Regions from separate parts of the Capra hircus genome. Here region 1 is linked to region 2. A link is a contact called in public Hi-C data. All regions are on one chromosome and are shown on one strand. The core of a region is the stretch at or near the end of the contact, and the rest is flanking DNA. Distances in the headings are between cores, read along the strand shown. Region 1 has its middle 110 kb from the start of CEP57L1. Region 2 holds the start of CD164 (sialomucin core protein 24).

The links. Hi-C and Micro-C count contacts between places; a contact is called where the count stands out from the background.
Region 1: a contact with region 2 is called in a Hi-C map of blood, with 6 times the contacts expected there. The contact joins the enhancer-like site here to the promoter of CD164 in region 2. A contact is called at or near these places in 3 of 5 Hi-C or Micro-C datasets (blood and liver).

Annotation. Positions count from the first base shown.
Region 1 is chr9:28,248,313-28,251,690 of ARS1.2, reverse strand. No RefSeq gene overlaps it. Among named protein-coding and RNA genes, the nearest start is that of CEP57L1, 110 kb to the left of the region's middle. Within about 2 kb of position 1,635, at least 2 of the 5 cell types and tissues checked have an H3K27ac peak or open chromatin away from gene starts, as enhancers often do.
Region 2 is chr9:28,068,336-28,071,607 of ARS1.2, reverse strand. It overlaps CD164 (sialomucin core protein 24), which reads right to left and starts at 1,898. Exons shown (of 5, transcript XM_018053084.1): 1 at 1,586-1,898. The coding sequence starts at 1,775.

The sequences.
Region 1 (3,378 bases), core at 386-2,885, 180 kb before region 2:
ATCATCAATTCAATGGACAGGAGTTTGAGCAAACTCGGGGGGATAGCAAAGGATAGGGAATCCTGGCATGCTGCAGTCCATGGGGTGTCAGAATTGGACATGACTGAGCAACTGAACAATAACAACTAGAGGTAAAAGCAGGTTAACCAATTCAGAACATCAGATATATCTGTCTGCATCCCTTCATCCAACTAAAGGTCATGTTCTATAGCCACACCAAAGAGAAGACACGAATATGTTTGTTTGAACAATGCCTAAGGGATGATGGCACTGACTTGGAAGGAACCAGGGTCATTGTCCAAGAGGAGCAGACACATTACACACATTTTCCAAACACATTACATTCAGTTCAGGTCAGTTCAGTTGCTCAGTCGTGTCCGACTCTGTGACCCCATGAATCACAGCACGCCAGGTCTCCCTGTCCCTCACCAACCCTGGAGTTCACTCAGACTCATGTCCATCGAGTCAGTGATGCCATAGAGCCATCTCATCCTCGGTCATCCCCTTCTCCTCCTGCCCCCCAATCCCTCCCAGCATCAGAGTCTTTTCCAATGAGTCAACTCTTCGCATGAGGTGGCCAAAGTACTGGAGTTTCAGCTTTAGCATCATTCCTTCCAAAGAAATCCCAGGGCTGATCTCCTTTAGAATGGACTGGTTGGATCTCCTTGCAGTCCAAAGGATTCTCAAGAGTCTTCTCCAACACCACAGTTCAAAAGCATCAATTCTTCGGCACTCAGCTTTCTTCACAGTCCAACTCTCACATCTATATATGACCACTGGAAAAACCATAGCCTCTTTTCCTACCCTCTATTGGATTTAAAAGACCCATTTCCTGTCCCTCACTGCCCCCAACTGCCCCACTAGCTTGGGAAGGTCTGTGTTGCATTTCCATTCTTTTTGTAGTCACTTTGAAGTTTTTGACACTAATTATACATTTTCCTATAATACTCTGAAGTTACTAAGTATTTCTCTTCTAAACATCCCTGAACCCTTTGAAGCCCACTTTACGCACTGAACACCCTCACACCCTGCTCAAGCTAATCTTACCATCTTTTTCTTACAACTTATATTCTATCACTTTTTAAACATAGTTAATAAAGGGGATTTTGGTTAGTTTACAATTGATAGTTAATTAAATGTATTTATTTTTTTAAAAAAACTACTGAAACAATTCTTGAGAATCTTTTCTGAGACCAAATGAGAGCCCAATGCCTGCCTCACACAGAGTAGGTGCTCAATAAAAGGAACCCACCTTTCCCCCTCCCAGAATAAACAGTTGTTTGTCTCTTTAACACTAGTTATGAGTGCTCAACAGGCGTGGATTCCTCTAGGTTGGATGCATTTCATGGACAGTTGGCAATGACCAACCTCTCCTTATGTTAATTTTGTGAATACTGTATTTGACTGTGTAGCGAGCTAAATGATGCAGGAATAAACGTTCTCATTTCTGAGCTGTGAAGTGTTGAAAATGGATCAGAAAATAAAAGCAGAATGTCCACCCTTTGGGAGAAAAATGTCAGTCTGTGTTGCTGCCACTCTTGGCTGCTAGTTGGAATGCAGCTGTTAAGGCAGCTGTTTAACTGTTTACCCAACTTGAAAGGACACTCACTGCCAAGTGGCAAATAGTTTTCATAACATTTTGCTTTTGCTGAGAACAACAACAGTGCATTTTATTGAGCTCCAGCAGTGTGCCAAACATGACAGATTTATAACTCTGCAGGTTCACAACCTTGACTGAACACGATGCTCATTTCCATTTCTAATATTTGTAAAAAGAATAAATAGGCTTCCAAAGATAGCCTCTACACACACACACAAAAGAAATCAAGATCTTACATATTTTTTGAAAATCCAGCAGATAACTTGAGGAAATACCTCTGGAAATGAAAAACCTTTAAAAGGAAGATTTAAAGTTTTTAAACTTCCTTAAGGTGGCCCAAGATTGACTTTACCCCTTTGTCCAGGACAGATGAGTGCAGCAGTAGCAGAGGAAACATGTCATCTACTGAATCTCTTGCAATAGATGTGTCTCATTCTGGGTCATGAAGTTAATCTGTGTTGCTAATAAAAATATTGACACTAAGTACTTAGCATACTGTTGTATTGAATCTGACAGGCTGTAAACTGGTGGTGGGGAGTAGGAGGGGTTGCGGTCATCAACTATTTTATTTATGAAAGGTATAGGACAAATATAAGCATTTAAAATTAAGAAAATACTTTCATATACATAAGCATGATTTTCTTCTGAGTCCAAAAGTTACGTGGATGATGATCATGTTACACAGCTGTCCACCCACAGTCTATTCCCTCTGGTCAGAAGCTCATGCCTTCAAAAAAGTTATGGAGATATGTTTTAGGCATGTAGAGGGATCCTGTACATACCTATTATTTGTTCCAGCAGAAGTGATAGAAAGCAGAAGTGACCACCACTCAAACATTTAGTGTGTAAGCCCCACAAGTCTTTATGAAGACAATGGAGGTCAGGCAGGGGAGATTCAATCTCATTTAATAAATCAGACTCGCTAGGAGTCGGACACGACTGAGCAACTTCACTTTCACTTTTCACTTTCACTTTTCACTTTTCACATTGGAGAAGGAAATGGCAACCCACTCCAGTGTTCTTGCCTGCAGAATCCCAGGGACGGGGGAGCCTGGTGGGCTGCCATCTCTGGGGTCGCACAGAGTCGGAAACGACTGAAGCGACTTAGCAGCAGCAGCACAATCAAAGCTGAAATAGAGATATTTCTAAAGGTGAACTGGGCTGAACAAAGATGATCAATGGAGACATAACCTGTATTTTCTCTACTATTTACCAAACAGTCATTAACTCATAAATGATAGTCTAATCCAGCTATTTCTCCAAATTATAAAAGCATACATTTCCACAAAGTTGACATGATTTCTTGGGCAATGATAGACAAAGTCTCACACACTGGGTAATGGTCACCAAGGGACTCAGCCACGAGTTTTGTGCTCTTTTTTTTAGGGTAGTAATTGCAAACCATGGATGAAATTTATAAGATCGCTTCCACAGAAAGGATCCAGGTGTTGGAAAAAGAACTGGCTACGCAGTTGACTGAACTGAAGTCTGAGATAGAAGAACAATGGACTCTCCAGGGGTCAGCTCATCAAACTTACAGGTAAATAGTGGCAGTGTGAAGGCATGGTCTTCAAAGAGCTTCAACCCCTACTCACTTCCCATAATCTCCATCAGAGCGCCCCTCTCCTTTTTACTTGGACATTTGGCATCATCTCAAGCTCAGGCTTGACTGCTGCCCTTAAGGCTCCCCTATATTCTAGAATCATCAAGGCATTACACATATCATTGTCTTAAGATTCCAGAAGCTATTATACAAAGCATAGTCAATGAAACCTTAT
Region 2 (3,272 bases), core at 649-3,148:
ATTTCAATATTTATCAGAAATTGGAACAAATACAGTACTTTTTTGGGGGTAGGAGGAGAGTCACAAAGTAGAAATAAGTTCAGAGGTTTGTATACACCTGAAAAACGCTAGTTGTTTAAAATCTTTTGTGCTTGTCATGAATGGTTGGTTAGCATAGTGTGTGTTACTTACAATGAACTAAACTGCTGCCTTTCAGACTACAGTTTATCCAACCACCACTTAACAGATGAGACTAATCATCTCCTTTAAACTCATTTCAAAATACACAAATGCAATTAAGGTATCTCCAAACCTCTCTTCAAACACACACACCCTACCAAAAAAAAAAAAAAATTCTAGGAGGAAACCACCAAAAGAGCACAAAACATATTCTGCTCTATCATCTTGGAAATAGTGAGGTTAGAATCTCCAGTATTATACTGCAATTTACTTTCCTCATTAAAAGATGTTTACAATCTTTCATTATATATTTTATTTAAACCCCTATAAAACACAAAAACTAGAGAAGATATTTTCAAACAGATCGGCCTGGAAAAATTCTTACACTGCAGCAATTCTTAGGTCAATATGTTACTCCTTACCCAGTATTAACATGGATAACCAATCAAACTGGACTCAAGTTTTAAATATCTAGGGAGGGTCTTCACTTTATTAACTCAAATTTATCTCCCCCTCTGTTGAGCGTGTTGTCATGACATTGCCTTTTCCGCCCTAAGACTCAGCTTACGTTTCAACCAGTCCCCAAATGGAGTCAGAGCTTAACAAAAAGGTCCCGACCGGGTTCTGAAAAATCGATAGACCTGGGTTCCAATGTCAGCTTCACAATCTCTAAACACAGGGTTCTAGTGGAATTATTTTATCTCCATCCAACTCCTAGGTTTCACCACTTATCTTCCAGTTTAGCCTAGAATACTAAGAGATATATGCGAAACACCGGGTACACAAATAGGCACTTTTTCTCCTTTGCACACATCACCGAATATAGTTTTAATTAATTAAATGCTCAAACTTCAGATATATCCTGCAAAATCTATGTAATTAAGTCCCAAGCGACTAGTTTTTTCAGACCCAGCACTGAGACACCAGCGAGTATTTCTGTCTCCCAGCGTCTCTTTCCTTCTTTCGCCAACTTCGGGAAAAACCTCCCTTCGAAAAGACGACCTGGGTTGCCCGGGTGGACACAAACGACTAACCTCGGGGAGAGGGAGTTGGGTCTCATCGCCAACTTTGGAGGAGGTCGCCTCGCCCCACAATCAACCTCACTGCCGCCACCGCAGAAGGAAGCCACGTCCCCTCTTCAGAGCCTGAAGCGAGGCTGGGGATTACGAGGCGCTTTTAAACAACACCTCGGAGCGGAACACTGTGGGGTCCGCAAACAACCCTACGCCCCCGAGGCTCCACCAACCCTTCCAACCAGGGCACTCCGCAACCGCGGCCACCTCGGCCCGGCCCCAGCCGGACTCGGACGGGCCGCCATGTTGCCGGACCGCGGCCCGCCCCGGCCCCGCGCACCACACGCAGGGAGGGCGGCTCGGCCCGACTGGCGGGCGGGCGAGCGCAGAAAGCCCGTTGGGCCGGCGCCCACCTGGTGCTGGAGTGGTGACCGGCGGCGGCGTGAGAGTCGTCGGTGACACCGGGACTGTCGCGGTGGTGGGCGGTGGAGACGAGGGTGTAGTCACGTTCGGGGCCACGGTGGTGTTCCTGGCCGCTGTGATCACGCAGAGCGCGGCCAGGCAGCCGACGGCCAAAAGCAGCGGGCGAGAGAGCCCAGACATCGCGGCCTCCGCGCTGGCGCTAGAGCGAAAGCTGGGACACCCTGCGCCGCGTCCGTCGCTCCGTCCACTGCAGCGCCGCCTCCGAGACTCCGCTCCCCCAGCGGGATCGCGCCGGCGTCACATGAGGGCGGCGTGCGAAGGCGGGGCGCCGGCGATACCAAGTGGAATCCTCTGGGAGGAGGGGGATGGAGGAACCGAGAGGAAACCGAGGAAAGGTTTTCTCTCAGGCGACTGTACTGGCCAATCGAAGCAACTGGCCAGATGCAGGAAACTCTTTTCTTTGCCCTCAGGTTGCCACACAGGGCGCGGCCGGGCTTTTCTCGTTCCTGCAATAGAGAAGGATCCCACCTCGACTCAGATGGAACAACCTACATGACGTGGCGACGACGTCCCCGAGAAAGACTTGCTAGGCCCCATGTGACCTCTGGGGCGGCGCCTTCCCGGACGGATTCGCGCTGGGCGGAAGTTGTTTTCGAGCATTTCGCTTAGAACCCCCGGCAAGAGTTAAGTTTTCACAGTCGTCCGGCGTTCCCAGCATGCTTGCATAGGTATCCTTCGAAGCACCCGCGCGTTACCCCTTGAAAGTCGATTTCGCTGAAAGTAACCTTGTGTTTGGACACCCCAGGGAGATGGAGACCCCACGCGTTGAAGGAGTTTGTGCTCCGCCGCCCACCTAGTGAGAGCGGCTGAAACACCGAAAGCAGTCTGCAGGTGCCGCACACCGTCTACTTCTGTCGCGCTTTCCCACCCTGACTTCTCTTGGGGATTTCAGCCAGCGGTAGAAACAGCTAGTCAGTGACCCCTTTGTAGTCGAAGAATCAAAGACAGTATGGGCTGGAGATTCGTCCGGTCTGTTCCCAATCCCACTTTACAGGTGAAAACACCGAGACTCAAGAGACTTGCCCGAAAGGCGCAGTTGCTTAGCCTCAGGGCTGTATTTCAAAATCCCTATCACGGCTCAGCCTTTTAGTGAGATGAGCGCCATCTGATGTCCAGTCTCACAAAAATATTTACAAGTACAGCCGTGCTTACATCAAGTGGTTAAAGTTCGGTCATAAAAGCTGTATTTAACTCTTATTTTCAACTATTTGTATTTATCATATAATTTTAATTACAAACATTAACCCTTTAAAATAATAGGACATCAGTTGCTTTTTTGAGATCTGCTTTGCTATGCAAACCCCGAAAAAGACTGCATGTGCACTTTAAAAAAATCTAAACTTGAAGTCTTTCCTAACCCAACCCTAAAATCCAATCAGTACCCTCCTGACTATGAACATTTGTTCCATCAACTATGCTAGTTGGAGATTTGCTTGGATTTAAACAAAAAACTCGTTTTTTGACTGATCCAACCAATGGCAAGAAGCGTCAAAATACAGCCAAGTAAGTGAGGTCTCATCCGTCTTCGGGAGAAGGCAATGGCAACCCACTCCAGTGTTCTTGCCTGGAGAATCCCAGGGACGGGGGAGCCTGTTGGGCTGCCGTCTGTGGGGTCGC